2 separate regions of the Sus scrofa genome follow, and region 2 is linked to region 1. A link is a contact called in public HiChIP or PLAC-seq data. All regions are on one chromosome and are shown on one strand. The core of a region is the stretch at or near the end of the contact, and the rest is flanking DNA. Distances in the headings are between cores, read along the strand shown.

Region 1 (6,846 bases), core at 2,886-5,385:
GCTTGTCTCACTGAAGCAGTGGTGCTATGTGAGAGATAAGCTATAATGGAAAAAGCAGTAGATTGAAAGGCAGACAATTACCTTCTAGCCTCAGTTCTGCCACTTACTAGTTTAAGGATAGTGGTAGATTGTCTGCAAAGGTGATTGCCAACAATTCCTTCTGCTCACAGAAAACATATGTCCCTCCCTTTATGGTTTTTTTGGTTTTTGTTTGTTTGTTGCCAGAAAGACAAAGACAAATACCATATGATATCACTTATAACTGTTTTTGTATTTTTAAGGCTGCATCATATGAAGATTCCCAGGCTAGGGATTGAATTAGAGCTATAGCCACTGGCCTATGCTGTGGCTGTAGCGTAGGCCTGCAGCTGTGGCTCTGATTTGACCCCTAGCCCAGGAACTTCCATATGCCAAGGGTGTGGCAGTAAAAAGAAAAAAAAAGTACATGAAGACAAAAAATTCGTTAAATAAAGATCTGTTTGGTTTGCAAGCAGCATTGTAGCCAGTGAAAGATGTGCAAAGTAAGAAATGGCCTTAGGATAAAGATGTAATCACATGTGGCTGTAAAATCTTTTTTTTTTTTTTTTTTTTTTTTAGGATCTGGAAAGATTTAATGTGGTAATTTGAAGACCATCTCAGGGCTTCTACAAAACTTAAGTGTCTTGTTCCAACCTGACAAGCCCAAAGTAAAAAGAGAGTTCTGTTTTTAAAAAGAATAATCAATGTGAATTTTGGAGCATGGAGTTAGCCTCATTAAGATTTATAGAAATCCAAAAGTTTTTGAGAAAATTGGATATAAATTTTAGAGCACGAAATGAACCTCAGTAAGATTTATAGAAAACCTATAAAATGTTTTTTTCTTTTTTCAGCTACACCCGTGTTATATGGAGGTTCCCAGGCTAGGGGTTGATTTGGGCCACAGCCACAGCAATGCAGGATCCGAGCCACGTCTTCCATCTACACCACAGCTCATGGCAACACCAGATCCTTAACCCACTGTTCAAGGCCAGGGATTGAACCCACAACCTTCTGGTTCGTAGTTGGATTCGTTTCCGCTGCGCCATGATGGTAACTCCAAAATCCTACAAAATCTTAAGGATAATTGTATGAATGAATGAGCTGTCAGGTTGCCAGTTCAAAATGAAAAGACATTTCTGGACATTTGAGTTTCTACTGGCATGAAAGAGATTGAGAAAACTACTTAACTACAAATATGGACCATTCCTTAAGGAAAGCCATCTCAGAGAGTGGAGTCAAGAGTGGGGAGAAGCAAAGCCAAAAACTGATGAGATGATGCATTAAAACAAGAATTGGCAAACTAGGGCCCATAAAACCAATCCAGGCTGTTGTTGCATAAGCCCACATGCTAAGAGACCTGGCAACTTTAGCTTTTGTTTCTTGAGAGCCACCTGCCATTACTATCTGATGTAAAGAGGAAAACCTGGCAGATGAGTGTCCAAGGGACAGAGAGACCCAGCCTGCTCTCAGCCATTCCAGCAACCCCAGTGGAGGCACCAGCCCAGTGAGTGAAATTCCTTTCCATCGTACCACTTCAGCTGAGCTGCCCCACCCAACATCACGGAGTAGAGACAAGCTGTTCTGAGTCCTGTCCAAATTACAAAACCATGAGCAAATAAATGGTTGTTTATGTTTGAACCACTCAGTTTTGGTGATAATTGGTGGGACTGCGATAAGCAACTTGAGTGCACTGTTTAATCTCTGGACTAGGTAGGAGACATTATTTGGGCTCCAGTTTATTCATCTATACTAATCAAGGATTGGACAAAGTAGTGTCTTTTTTTTTTTTTTTTAATTGGCTTTAGCAATTTAATTGGCTGTTACTGGAGCAGATTTATTTATTTATTTAGCCACTCTTTCAGCATGTGGAAGTTCCAGGCCAGGGATCAAACCCATGCCACAGCAGTGACCCGAGCCACAACAGTGACAATGCTGGGTCTTTAACCTGCTGAGCCACCAGGGAACTCCAAGTTAGTGTCTTAAGGTCCCTCTCTACTCTAACATGCTATTTTTGGGTGAATAATTCCATTCTGTTATTCTGTAGTTTTTAGTAAGTGCCTATGCCTGCTAGCTAGGCACTATTAGTAGTGAGTGCAGCAGATAAAGTGTGAACAAAATAAAGTTAAGGCTTTAGAGGAGACCATGCACTATAGCAGACATAATCTGAGATCTGTTGTAGTAAACATTCTCCCAGCCATGGGGGGAAAAACAAGAAAGGAAAAAGGATCTTTGCACTCAGCCATTCAAAACTTCTTTTATAGAGGCAGAACTGGCCCCACATTGCTCATAAATAGCAAACTGTGACTTCTAACAGCTTCATTTTTCTGATAACAACAGTGTGACATTCTGTAGCATAAAGCAAACTCTGACTATTGAACAGATCTGTATGTTTGGATTTGCTGGATGCCCTAGATAAGCAAAAGCATTCTTTTGGATACTTGGCTTTTAGGTAGTCCACAGGATTTGAATTAAATCTTATCTTCTGTAGAGGGCCTATAACAGCACAACTAGGAGTCAGAGGCTGTGCAATCAGCCCTGAGAAGAGAAAGAGAGTCAGAATCTTGTCCACCATTATTATCATCCTGTGTTCGCCTTCTGTTCCAAAACGTTCAGGGAGTAGGCAGAAAAACACAATTTCTGGCTTAAAAGTTTTCAGTCTAAATTGAATAGCTCTGAATGTAAATCAGAAATTGTATGAACAGAGTTGCTTTCTTTTCTATTTGTCCTTCTGACAGTGCCAATCGTGTTTCATTCTGAGTGAAAGAAATGGGTTGGGTGAGCTCTGAGTTGAGTGTCCAGAGGCCCCGTTTATGGTCTGGATTTGACTTTGAGCTTGGGAACGATGTCTTGGCCTTACCATTTTCTGATTCCCAGGAGTGAAATGATACTGAAGAGTAAAAATGGACGGTAACATAGGTGGAAAATTAAAACACAGAAGCATCAAGACCAGCAGAGAGCTACGTGAGGTGTATGAAAGGAATTAAAAGGAGCCAAGGGCGATCTTTTGGATTCTTAGCATAACTTTCCCTCTAGTTTGAGGTTTGAATACAGTGTTTACGCAGTCATACACAAAACCATGTTTGTCTGCATGTTGCCGCTGCAGTTCGTGGAAAGAGCATGGAAGAAAATGAGAAACTGAACAAAACCAGGGAGCTTACTGAGAGGCTGAGAGGGAAACAAAATCAAACCAAACAAAAAAATGGCAGTTCGGAAAGAAGGAAGGGAGGAAACTTCTTTGTTGGAACTCGAGGTTCTAAACCATCGGCCCCACCCAGTCCAAGGCTGCCTGCCACGAGGACTCGCAGAGCAGAGCTGCTCCACACGGGAGGCTGAACGGTCCCGGGAAGCGTGGAGGGAAACGAAGGGCGCGCTCAGGCAAAGGGCGCCTCCCCGGCGGGGCGGGGGGGTGGTGGGTAAGAACTTGGCTCCGGGTCTGGGCCCCCTAACGCGCCACCCAGCTCCCACCGTAGTTCCACGCCTCGCAGCGCGCTCGGAGGCGGGGGCGGACCAATCGTTTGCCCGCCGGGACCGTGTGGACCGTCCCCCCCCACCCCCACCCGCCGCGCCTCCGCGCGCTCCTCCCAGGAACTGTCGGTCAGAGGTTAAGCTAATATGTGTGCTGTCGGTAACCGGGAGCTGAATGCCAACGGCTCAGCTCGGGGGAATCACGATTTATGTTTCTTGGCACAATTCTTCCTTCCATTGCATTGACGCCTTAAAAAAAAGTGACATAGCCAAGCTCAGAGTCGGCTCAAGTCTTGCCAATTTATAAATTGAGCCGGGGCTGAGAACTCGACGTGGCGCTCCAGAAGTAAAAGAGGAAGGGAGGAAGAAACGAAGCCGGTACTGGGCCTCAAGGAAGCCTCGGCGGCGCTTTACCGGAGGGCAGCGCCGTGGGCGCGGGGCCGCTCCCACTGGCGCGGCCCGGGGAACGTTACAGGGCGAGGCGGACCCTGCGGGCGGCGGCGGGCGGGCTGGGTAGGGTGAGTCACCCCGACTCCCGACTCCGGGTGCGAATGGGCCAGGGCAGGGGAAGGCGGGGCGGGGCGGGGCGAGGCGGGCCTCGGCGGGGAGGATGTGGTGGCTATAAAAGCCCCACCCAGGTCAGGCAGCTCCGCTCTGCATCTGGGGACGCTCGCAGCGCTCGGCGCCTGGCCCAGGTAAGCGGGGCGCCTCGTCCGCCCGCTATGGCCCTGGGGCCACCGCGCTAGCGGGGCGCAGAGAGGCGGGGAAGGAGACGGCCTTGCAAAGAGAAGCTCCAGTGGTGGGGACCCCGAGGCTGTCTGGGGAGAGGGCTGGAGAGTCCGTCCGCACCAGGGGCTCTCTGGGGAGGGGGCATAGTGGGGATCTGGACTGGAGTGAGGGGGGGCCAGGTGCGCCCCAGCCTGGGGAGTGCAGGGCAGAAGAAGGGGGTTGGGCATCCCATCCCCGAAGTGCTCGCAGGAAGCCCGGAGAAGTGGCGCCGAGAGAGGAGCGGGGGGCGGGGGGCGGGGGGAGGCCCCGCATTCCAGACGGGCCAGACGCGGCGGGGGGCAGGGTGTGGCCGCCCTGGAGCCCCGGGTCTGGTGGAGAGCAGACTTACGGCACCCTCCACGCGTTACACGACCCTCTAGAAAGAAATCCCCACCTGTTCCAAGTTACTTTACTTGAAACAGAGGCGCATTTATGGAACTTGTGCCGACTAGTAGAAGGGAAGCAGTGAGGGGAGGATAAGGGGTGGGAGCTGTTAGCAGCGGCCCCCTGCTCCAGTCAAACAAAACAGAATGAAGAAACCTCATTCTCCTTTGTCTAGATTATCTTGTAAGAGCAACTTCTGATTTCCGTGTATCCTTCCCTACTTGGTTGACCACTTTTGCATCGGGAAGGAAGTGTCCCCCAACCCCGGGGTTCTGTGGGGAGGGTTGTCACTGACTGACTTGCACTGATGCAGCAGTGAGTCAGGGACGGAAGGTACAGAAAAGGGCGTGGCCCCTCAGGCCGCTGCTTGGGAGTTCTGTGAGGACGCCAATTCCTACCTTCCTCATAGGGTTGTCATGAAGATTTCAAAAAACACGTTCATTCAAAAATAAATATGTAAAGCACACTGAAAACATTAGGTGCCATACAACACAAAGTGTCCTTATTTTTGTGTTAAGATTTGCCATTTTAAAGTTATTTAAAGGTATTCTCCATCTGTGTACAGAAGAGCAGTAACCTCATGGGTACGTATTGGGTCTTTACCAAGAACCATAGTGTTCTGGAGTCCAGGATTCTGTTCCCCGACACTCAGAGAACTCTACTAGTGGGTTCTATCCAAAAGTGTGCCTAACTGTGCTTGTCTGGAACTTGGTTATTTGGGATGCCGATTTCACTTTCCCACTGAAGCAATGTTATGGAAGGCGCTTAATTTGTCAGACTAGCCCAGAGACCCTGTGTGCACTGAATCAAAAATACTGATAATATATGTGGAATTTGGGAGGTGGGCTGTTGGGGAGCGAAGGGAAAGTGAAAGGGTAGGTTAGGGAGGATATGGAGATAAAAAGAATAAATCACTGAAACATTTCACTGGAACTTTTTCTTCATTTTAAGCTTGACCCTTATTAAATTATTTTAATTGTAAAATTATATCTTTGTCACCCTCCCCACTTTTGTCTCTCTTCCTCCTGATTCTTTGAAGACCCACGCCCCTGCCAAATGGCAAAAGCCCATCCCTGCTTATCCAGTTCTGCATTCCCCTCCTTGTATATCTAGCTAGAGACTAGCAGATTGAATCCATATTCATTAATATTCAATACTAGGAATGGCTGGTGGTCCTAAAATGCCCAGCATCCTAGGGGAGTTGTATTATTTAAAAAAAAACAAAACTTTTTAAACATAAACATCTGTAATTTATAGGATTTGAGGCTATGGAATTAAGGAGCCACATAATAGACAATGTGAAGGGAGATTTTAGATGAGGTCCATTTGAGGGTCCTTTGTGGTCAGTGGTGTTAAGACCATCTCGCAAAGCACTCTCTTCTCTTCTAGCTCCATCTTTTACCTCAAAGCTTCATCAAGGCTTTCTCCAGAAGTTTACAGTGCATCTACAGTGGAAGGGTGTGACCATCAGTGTAAATTTTTTTAGTTGAAGGTTTATGATTTGGGGACCACCTGGATTTTGTGATTTCCTTCAGTGCCAAATGGCTTGCCTGCTGTAAATGCACAGGAAATACTGCTGCCTTACTGGTTTTGATCAGGAGCTTGGTTTTGGACTAGAGTCTCAATATTTAACATCCGTGTCTTTGAGCTATTAAAGTACTGTATCGATTAACGTCCTGGGCGGTCGTGGCCATTAGTTTCCTGACTAATTTCTAATTTAAGTAGTTTTCCTGGCAAGGTAGGTATCTGTCTGTAATTGCTATTGATTTTGAGGGCTGTAGGCTCTTCCTGCACTGTTGGGCCTGGAATCTGGTCTTGATCTTTGCTTGTGTGGGCCTGCTGAAGTGTTTCTCACTAACTGAAGGTGGGTGTGTCACAGAAAAGTCTCAGGCTCTCCTGAGCTGCTTCAAACATCTGTTCATTCAATAATGTTTATTATACCATGTTGTATTCACAGGTAGAAGCACTGGGGATACACCAGTGACCAAAATAGAACAAAAACAAAGAAAATCTCTGCTCTTTAGACTTTAAATCTAGTGGGGAGAAAAATATTAGAGACAAAAATGAGTGAGATGCATAGACAGTCAGTGAATTGTGAACTTGGCCCTTTCCCCACTTAATATTGGTTTCCAGATTTGGTTGGGACTCATTTTCCCTTTAATCCAGCTGTCCCACAGACCTGAGCATCATATTTAACCTGCTTTAGGGAAG
Region 2 (6,846 bases), core at 2,740-5,239, 780 kb after region 1:
TTTAAGATCATAAATAGGTTAGAGGAAAAGCATTTATTAAGTTTGTTATTTGTAATTAGTAGCTATGTGACATTCTCCCCGTATCATTCAATTTTAATTTTCCATTACTGATTGAGATGAAAGTACATATAATTGTGTTATTTTATCTTCTGCACAGGTCATGGACCTAACTTGTTTAATTTGATGTTTCTACCAGAATATTTTGTGTGTGTCTTTAGGCTTTGGAGTGCTTCTTTTTACTCAAGAGTTTCTCATATAAAGTAATTGGATTGTGTTCTGCTTGGTCATATTCCTTATTAGCACCAAAGGAAGACACTATATTGATCCCAAAGTTTAAGCTCAGTAGTCTTTAACTGGGGATGGGGATGTGTGTAAAGAAGTATGGTTTTAAGTGGGACCTAGCAGGGTAGCTGGAAAAGATTACAAAACAAGGAGGTAAGAGAAAGAAAACTATAAAGGGTTAGAGTGCTGTTGTCTAATATGCCACTGAATGTGTCCTTGTTAAGGGAAGTGCTGTATATGCTAGCTGTTGGTACCATTTCCTGTATCAGGCAGGAAAACCTGCAAGCCTCACACAGAATATGTTAATAAGGGCACTGTGGAGTGAAAGGGGCAAAGGCTGGTAATCTGTAATGAGAATGCATATTTTCCTCTGCTTTGTCTCTTGATACAGAAGCAAGTTTAAACAGGGAGGGTCAGCAATTATGGTGATTTAGATTAAAGTTTAGGGCCAGGCTACTTTTCACACTTCATGGTCTGTAAACATTAATTTATTGTTCCAAAATGGATATCACTGTTTAGTAACTATACTGAATACTGAAATATGCTGATTGATAGTTATATATAGGTAGCTAGACTTTCTTCAGCTGCAATTCCAGAATTTAAAAAGGTAAAGAATCAGAGTTCCCTGGTTGCTCAGTGGGCTAAGGATCTGGCATTGTCATTGCTATGACTCTGGATGCTGCTGTGGTGTGAATTTGATCCCTGGACTGGGAATTACCACAAGCTGTGGGTGCCCAGACAAAAATAAAATGAAATTAAAAGGTAAGGAATCTGCTTTTTGGTAAGAGACTTCTTATGAATGACTTTATAGCATTACTCTTTGGCTATTATGTGAGTGCTCAGGGAATTTGAAAGTATTTAAATACAGAAGTGACTTTCTCTAGGTTTCTTCAATTGATAGATTAGTTAGCATTAGGATGTATCAAGTAGAATAGTCCAGTTTCCTGAAATGGGCAGTAGCATCATCCTTCTTCCCATGTTGTATATGGAAAATTGCTAACTGGCTCAATCAGAAGCAAGAGGAGATAGACTGAAAATAGGTAGATATGGCTACTCCATTCTGTTTTGTTTTCATGCCTATTTTTTTCATTCTATATAAATATTTGAGAAGTGGATCACAAATCTCAGAAGGATGGGAGAGATAGAGGAATTAATGTACTTAAAGGTTAACCTTGTCAGGGGAATAGGGACTATGTAAAAAGAGTTAAGGACTTTGACTTGAATGAGAAGGTCAGCTGTTAAGGGAAGTGGGTGATTATCAACTTAGTGTTCTAATAGTAAAGAAGAATTACTTGGAGAGCCTTTCACCTCTACCCCCCACCCCAAGATTCTGAATGCATTAGAATCAGATCAATTGTAAGTCCCAGCAATGTTAACTTTCCTTTGAAGTTAATGGTCACTGAAATGATAGTTGAAAATTAGGTAATGTGGGAGTTCCCGTCCTGGATCAGTGGTTAATGAATCTGACTAGGAACCATGAGGTTGCAGGTTCGATCCCTGGTCTTGCTCAGTGGGTTAAGGATCAGGCGTTGCCATGAGCTGTGGGGTAGGTCGCAGACGTGGCTCAGATCCTGTGTTGCTGAGGCTCTGGCGTAGGCCAGCGGCTACAGCTCTAATTAGATCCCTAGCCTGGGAACCTCCATATGCCATGAGAGTGGCCCTAGAAAAGGCAAAAAGACAAAAAAAAAAAAAAAAAAAAAAAGAAAATTAGGTACTTTGTTGAATAGCAAGGAGTGACACTAAAATTTGGATAGAACTGTTACTTTATTGCAACTGTATATGATCTACTTAATTTTTTGTGTTCTGAGAACTACTTTTAAAAGGCTATGAAAAGTTTACGTAAATCACTTAACACCTCGAAGACCAAAACGAAATCAACCGAAATCAACGGTCTAATGCTTTCATGTTACTCACAATTATGTTTCAGATAGCTATCTAATTCTATTTTACAAGACACTCTACAAGAGGATAAAATATTTGCATTTTGAAATTTTTGTGCGTTTTCACATTCAGTGTAGCTAAGTAGAAACTTGGAAAATAATATTACCTACTCCACTGCACTTTTTTTTTTTTTTTTTTTTTTTTTCCTTTTCTCTTTATGGCTGCACCAGCGGCATATGGAGGTTCCCAGGCTAGGGGTCAAATCGTAGCTGTAGCTGCTGGCCTTGGCCTACACCACAGCTATAGCAACTCGGGGCAGCATCTGCAACCCACACCACAGCTCACGGATCCTTAACCCACTGATCAAGGCCAGGGATCGAACCTGTGTCCTCATGGATGCTAGTTAGATTTGTTTCCAATGAGCCAGGACGGGAACTCTTTTTTTTTTTTTTTTTTTTTTCAACAGCACTTTTTGTATTTGAATTTTCTGAAGTTATGCCCCTTAAATGGTTAATATACATAAAATACCTAGTAAATATTTGTGGTCTTAAGGCCACTGACTTGTACAACCCTTGGGGCATAATTCACATGGGACACAACTCAGTTTGTTAGACACTAATGTACATTCATACCGTTTTCAAGGATTTGAACATTTTTCTTACAGGTTTACATGCTGCCATTTAGACAGTGTACTGTGGTTATTTTACCACTTTTCAGATGATGTTCCCTGGCCTAGTGCTCTCCTTTTACTGTGTGAGAAATTGAGTTCTGAAGACTGTACAAGATGTGGATGCGGTCCCTGTAAGAAATACTACAGTTGTGGTCTTGATGTACTAGGAGGATGTAATATTTTCTTTTTCCTTGACTTGTTAGGAATATAGTAACTTGTGTCCTGATTTATAGCACATCGTGTTTTTGCAACATTAATTAATTTAAATAAATTCATTTAAAAGTTTGCTTTTGACTCATCACATTTTTCTATCTTCTGTTATACTACTGAATTTTTACAAAGTTTATCTAAAGCTTTTCGAATAGTTTTAGACTTCTTTTACTCTTGTTTCTGTAGTTTGGGTGCTGCTTCCTATTCAAGAGAGTGAAGAGTTCATCCTGTTTGAATTTTAAACATTATCTTAACTATCACATTTTGTATTTCATAGTTCAGAATTACTTTAGTTATGGGATATGCAACAATAAAATCAGTTCAATTAAGTGGCTGAAAACATGGCATAAATAATCTGTTTACTTTATGGGTCTCCTCAGCGGTTCCAGTTGGTGGCACTTGTTTTACATTTACTCCATAATCATTGTTCAGCTGCTTAACACCAAACAGCTGTGCATATTACTGCTGCCTTTAATACACAGGATACCATTTGGGATTACATAAATGCGAAATAAATATTAAAGTATTTGTCTTGCATTAAGCGCAAATTTTAAATACAAATTCCCCCGAGTTAAAATTCTGTATGATTCACAAACTATACCCTTTTGCTGGGTTAAATGGGTTGTCTCCCTGTTTTGAATTAGATATCTACTATAATCGTTTCAGAATTTGTCTTCAATTTAGGGTCTTCAATAGTATTAAGCTGAACACATTTCAGGCATAAAATGTGACCTTTTCTAATTGTGCGTCTAACAGTGGAGAAGAGTAGTCTCTAAAATTACAGTTTTCATGATCATTTAGTGAACCTGCTGGATCACTGTGGTGCCGCCTCGGGCTTGAAAACTGCGGCGCCACGCCCCTCCCTTCTCCACATCCCCGCCCTCTTGAAAGGCTGGAGTGGCGGGTGGGAGCAGGGGTGGGCGGGGCTTCCCGGCCCACCGGCGTGGTGTCACTTCCAGGTTTTGCGAGCGCTTCCGGGTCGTCAGCTCAGCTCTGCGGTGTTTGAGGCGGCCCGAGAGGTGGTCGGGTAGTGGCACCTCCCGCTGGGTCTCTGGCCGCACCGCTTCACTCCTCACCGCGGCGGGAAGCGCCTTTTCCACAGGTACTGGGGGAGCCGGCCTGCTCTCCCTGCCACCCTCCAGAGCAGGGATTGCGTTCGTTGGGTTTTTTGCGAGGGCCTTTTCGGCCTCGGGTCCGCCCGTTACCCACTTGGCTGCCGGGATGGCCCCGCGGCGGTTCCCGGGATGGGAAGGGCAGGGAGGCGGCCGGGAGGCTTGTCCACCCGGTTTCCACTGAACGGACCTGGGGGAGGTCCTCATCCAAGCACCATATGTTTAGCCAGGTGAATGTCTTAAAGTTTCTGGGGTACTGTTTTTCCTCCGAATGTTGGGGGAGCGCATTCCTTAAATGTCTCATTCTTGTGTTTCTTTGCTTGCCTGAAGTCTGCCTGCCAACCTCATGTGAAGTTATACACAGAATGCGTTAAAACTGGATGGTCTGCTCAAAAAAGAGTAGGACTATGGGGTTACTTCCGAATATGGAGCCTTCTAATTGAATTTTCTAAACTGCAAAATGGGGTAGTACTACATGTATGTGGCTCATACCACGTTTAAGAGAATTGAACATTTCACAAGGAATTTTTAGGAATCCACGATCATTAAAGCAAGTAATGTTGACTTTTAATGAGGTATTTATAAAATTATTTTTATTGAGGTGTAATTGACATAAAACTACATTAAATTTGGGTATACAACATAATGATTAAATATTTGCACACACTAGGAAAGTATTAGAGATTAAGTGTAGTTAACATCCGTACCCAGACACAGTTGCAAATAACTTTTTTCTTATGAGGACTTTTAAGATCTCCTCTCTTAGCAACTTTCAAATTTGCAATACAGTGTCTTCAACTCTAGCGGCCATATGGTACATTCCATCCTCATGACTGCCATTAATTTATAATTGGAAGCTTGCAGTTTCAACCATCTTTTGCCTAACCTCAGTCTCTTTATCTTCAAGCTTAATTTTGTTTTCTTTTTTTTAATTTCCACATTTAAATGAGATCGTGTGGTATTTGTCTCTTTGATTTCACATGGCCAAATGCCCTCAAAGTCCATCCGTATCGTCCCAAATGGCAAGATTTCATTTTTTAAAATGTCTGAGTAATATTCTGTTGCATATATGTATATGCCACATATTTAACCGTTCATCGATTGATAGACAATTAGATTGTTTACATACCTTGGGTGCATTTATCTTTCTTATAGTGTTTTGAATTAGTATTTTCTCTTTTTTTTCTTCTTCTCTTTGGGGCCACACCGGTGGCCTATAGAAGTTCCCAGGCTAAGAGTGAATTGGAGCTGCCGACCTATGCCAATAGCAAAAGTAGAATTGTTGGATTTTATGATAATTCTATTTTTAATTTTTTGAGGAACCTATATACTGTTTTCCATATTGGCTGCACCAATTTACATTCCCACCTACGGTGTATAATGATTCTCTTTTCTCCACATCCTCACCAATACTTGTTATTTCTTGTCTTTTTGATAATAGTTATTCAAATGGGTGTGAGGTGATATCCTGTTACGGTTTTTGATTTGCATTTCCCTGATGATTAACATCTTCTCATCTACTTGTTGGCCATCTGTATATCTTCTCTGGGAAAATTTCTATTCTGATCCCTTGTCAATTTTTTAATCCAGGTTTTTTGGCTTTTTGCTGTTGGGTCGTGTGAGTGCTTTATATATTTTGGATATTAACCCCTTATAAGATACATGATGTGCAAATATTTTCTCCCATTCTGTAGGTTGTCTTTTCCTTTATAACTATATATTGTTTTGAAACTCTTTACTGTATTTGGATACATTCATTGTTCTCAGAATTACAGTTCATTTGTCCTTTGATCAGTTTAATATTTAACTTATAGATTATGTATTTTTAGCATAGATCTATATACAAATACATGTATTATCAAATCAATCTTTTGAATATGAGTCAAAATTTCTGTTTTAAATCAGCTGCATTTTTTATTTTTACCCCCTTCACCTGATTCTCCAACCCACTGCCCTCACCTCTGGCAACCCAGAGTCTGTCTCTATCTGTGAACTTGGGTTTTTTATTTTATGTATGTATGTATGTATTTATTTATTTTTGAAGTGTGTTGTTCATTTCTGCTGTACACAAAGTGATTCAGTTATACAGATATATATACTCACACATATATATTCTTTTTAAAGTATTCTTTTCCATTATGGTTTATGACAAAATAATGAGTGTAATTCTCTGTCCTATACAGTAGGACCTTGATGTTTATCCATTCTATATAGTTTGCATCTGCTAACCCCAGACTCCCAATCCATTCCCCCTCCCCACAACCCCTGGGCAGCCACAGGTCTGTTCTCTTTGAGTCTGTTTCTGTTTCATAAAAGTTCATTTTTATCATATTTTCTTACTTTCATTTGTATTTTATACTGGTATATAGGTGATTTACATACAATACTGTGTTTCAGGTGTACAGCAAATTGATTCATGTATTTTATTTATTTTTTCTCTTTAGGGTCGCACCCGCAGCACATGAAAGTTCCCAGACTAGGAGTGGAATCAGAGCTACAGTTGCCGGCCTTTGCCACAGCAACACAGGATCTGAGCCACGTCTGCGACCTACACCACAGCTCATGGCAACGCCAGATCCTTAACTCACTGAGCGCATCTCATGGATTCTAGTCAGGTTCATTCACCACTGAGCCACAAAGAGAACCCCTGATTCATTTAAACATATATACATAATCATTCTTTTCCAGATT

What was found. HiChIP or PLAC-seq counts read pairs in DNA pulled down with a chosen protein or histone mark.
Region 2: a contact with region 1 is called in an H3K27ac HiChIP or PLAC-seq map of alveolar macrophages, with 7 times the contacts expected there. The contact joins the promoter of GTF2A2 here to the promoter of ANXA2 in region 1. A contact is called at or near these places in 1 of 5 promoter capture datasets (liver) and 1 of 2 datasets of contacts at active chromatin or transcription factors (alveolar macrophages).

The regions. Positions count from the first base shown.
Region 1 is chr1:111,585,089-111,591,934 of Sscrofa11.1, forward strand. It overlaps ANXA2 (annexin A2), which reads left to right and starts at 4,136. Exons shown (of 13, transcript NM_001005726.1): 1 at 4,136-4,178. It overlaps LOC106508978 (a long non-coding RNA gene), which reads left to right. Exons shown (of 3, transcript XR_001306165.2): 3 at 598-919.
Region 2 is chr1:112,367,287-112,374,132 of Sscrofa11.1, forward strand. It overlaps GTF2A2 (transcription initiation factor IIA subunit 2), which reads left to right and starts at 3,990. Exons shown (of 5, transcript XM_003121470.4): 1 at 3,990-4,145. It overlaps BNIP2 (BCL2/adenovirus E1B 19 kDa protein-interacting protein 2), which reads left to right. Exons shown (of 14, transcript XM_003121469.4): 14 at 1-3,118.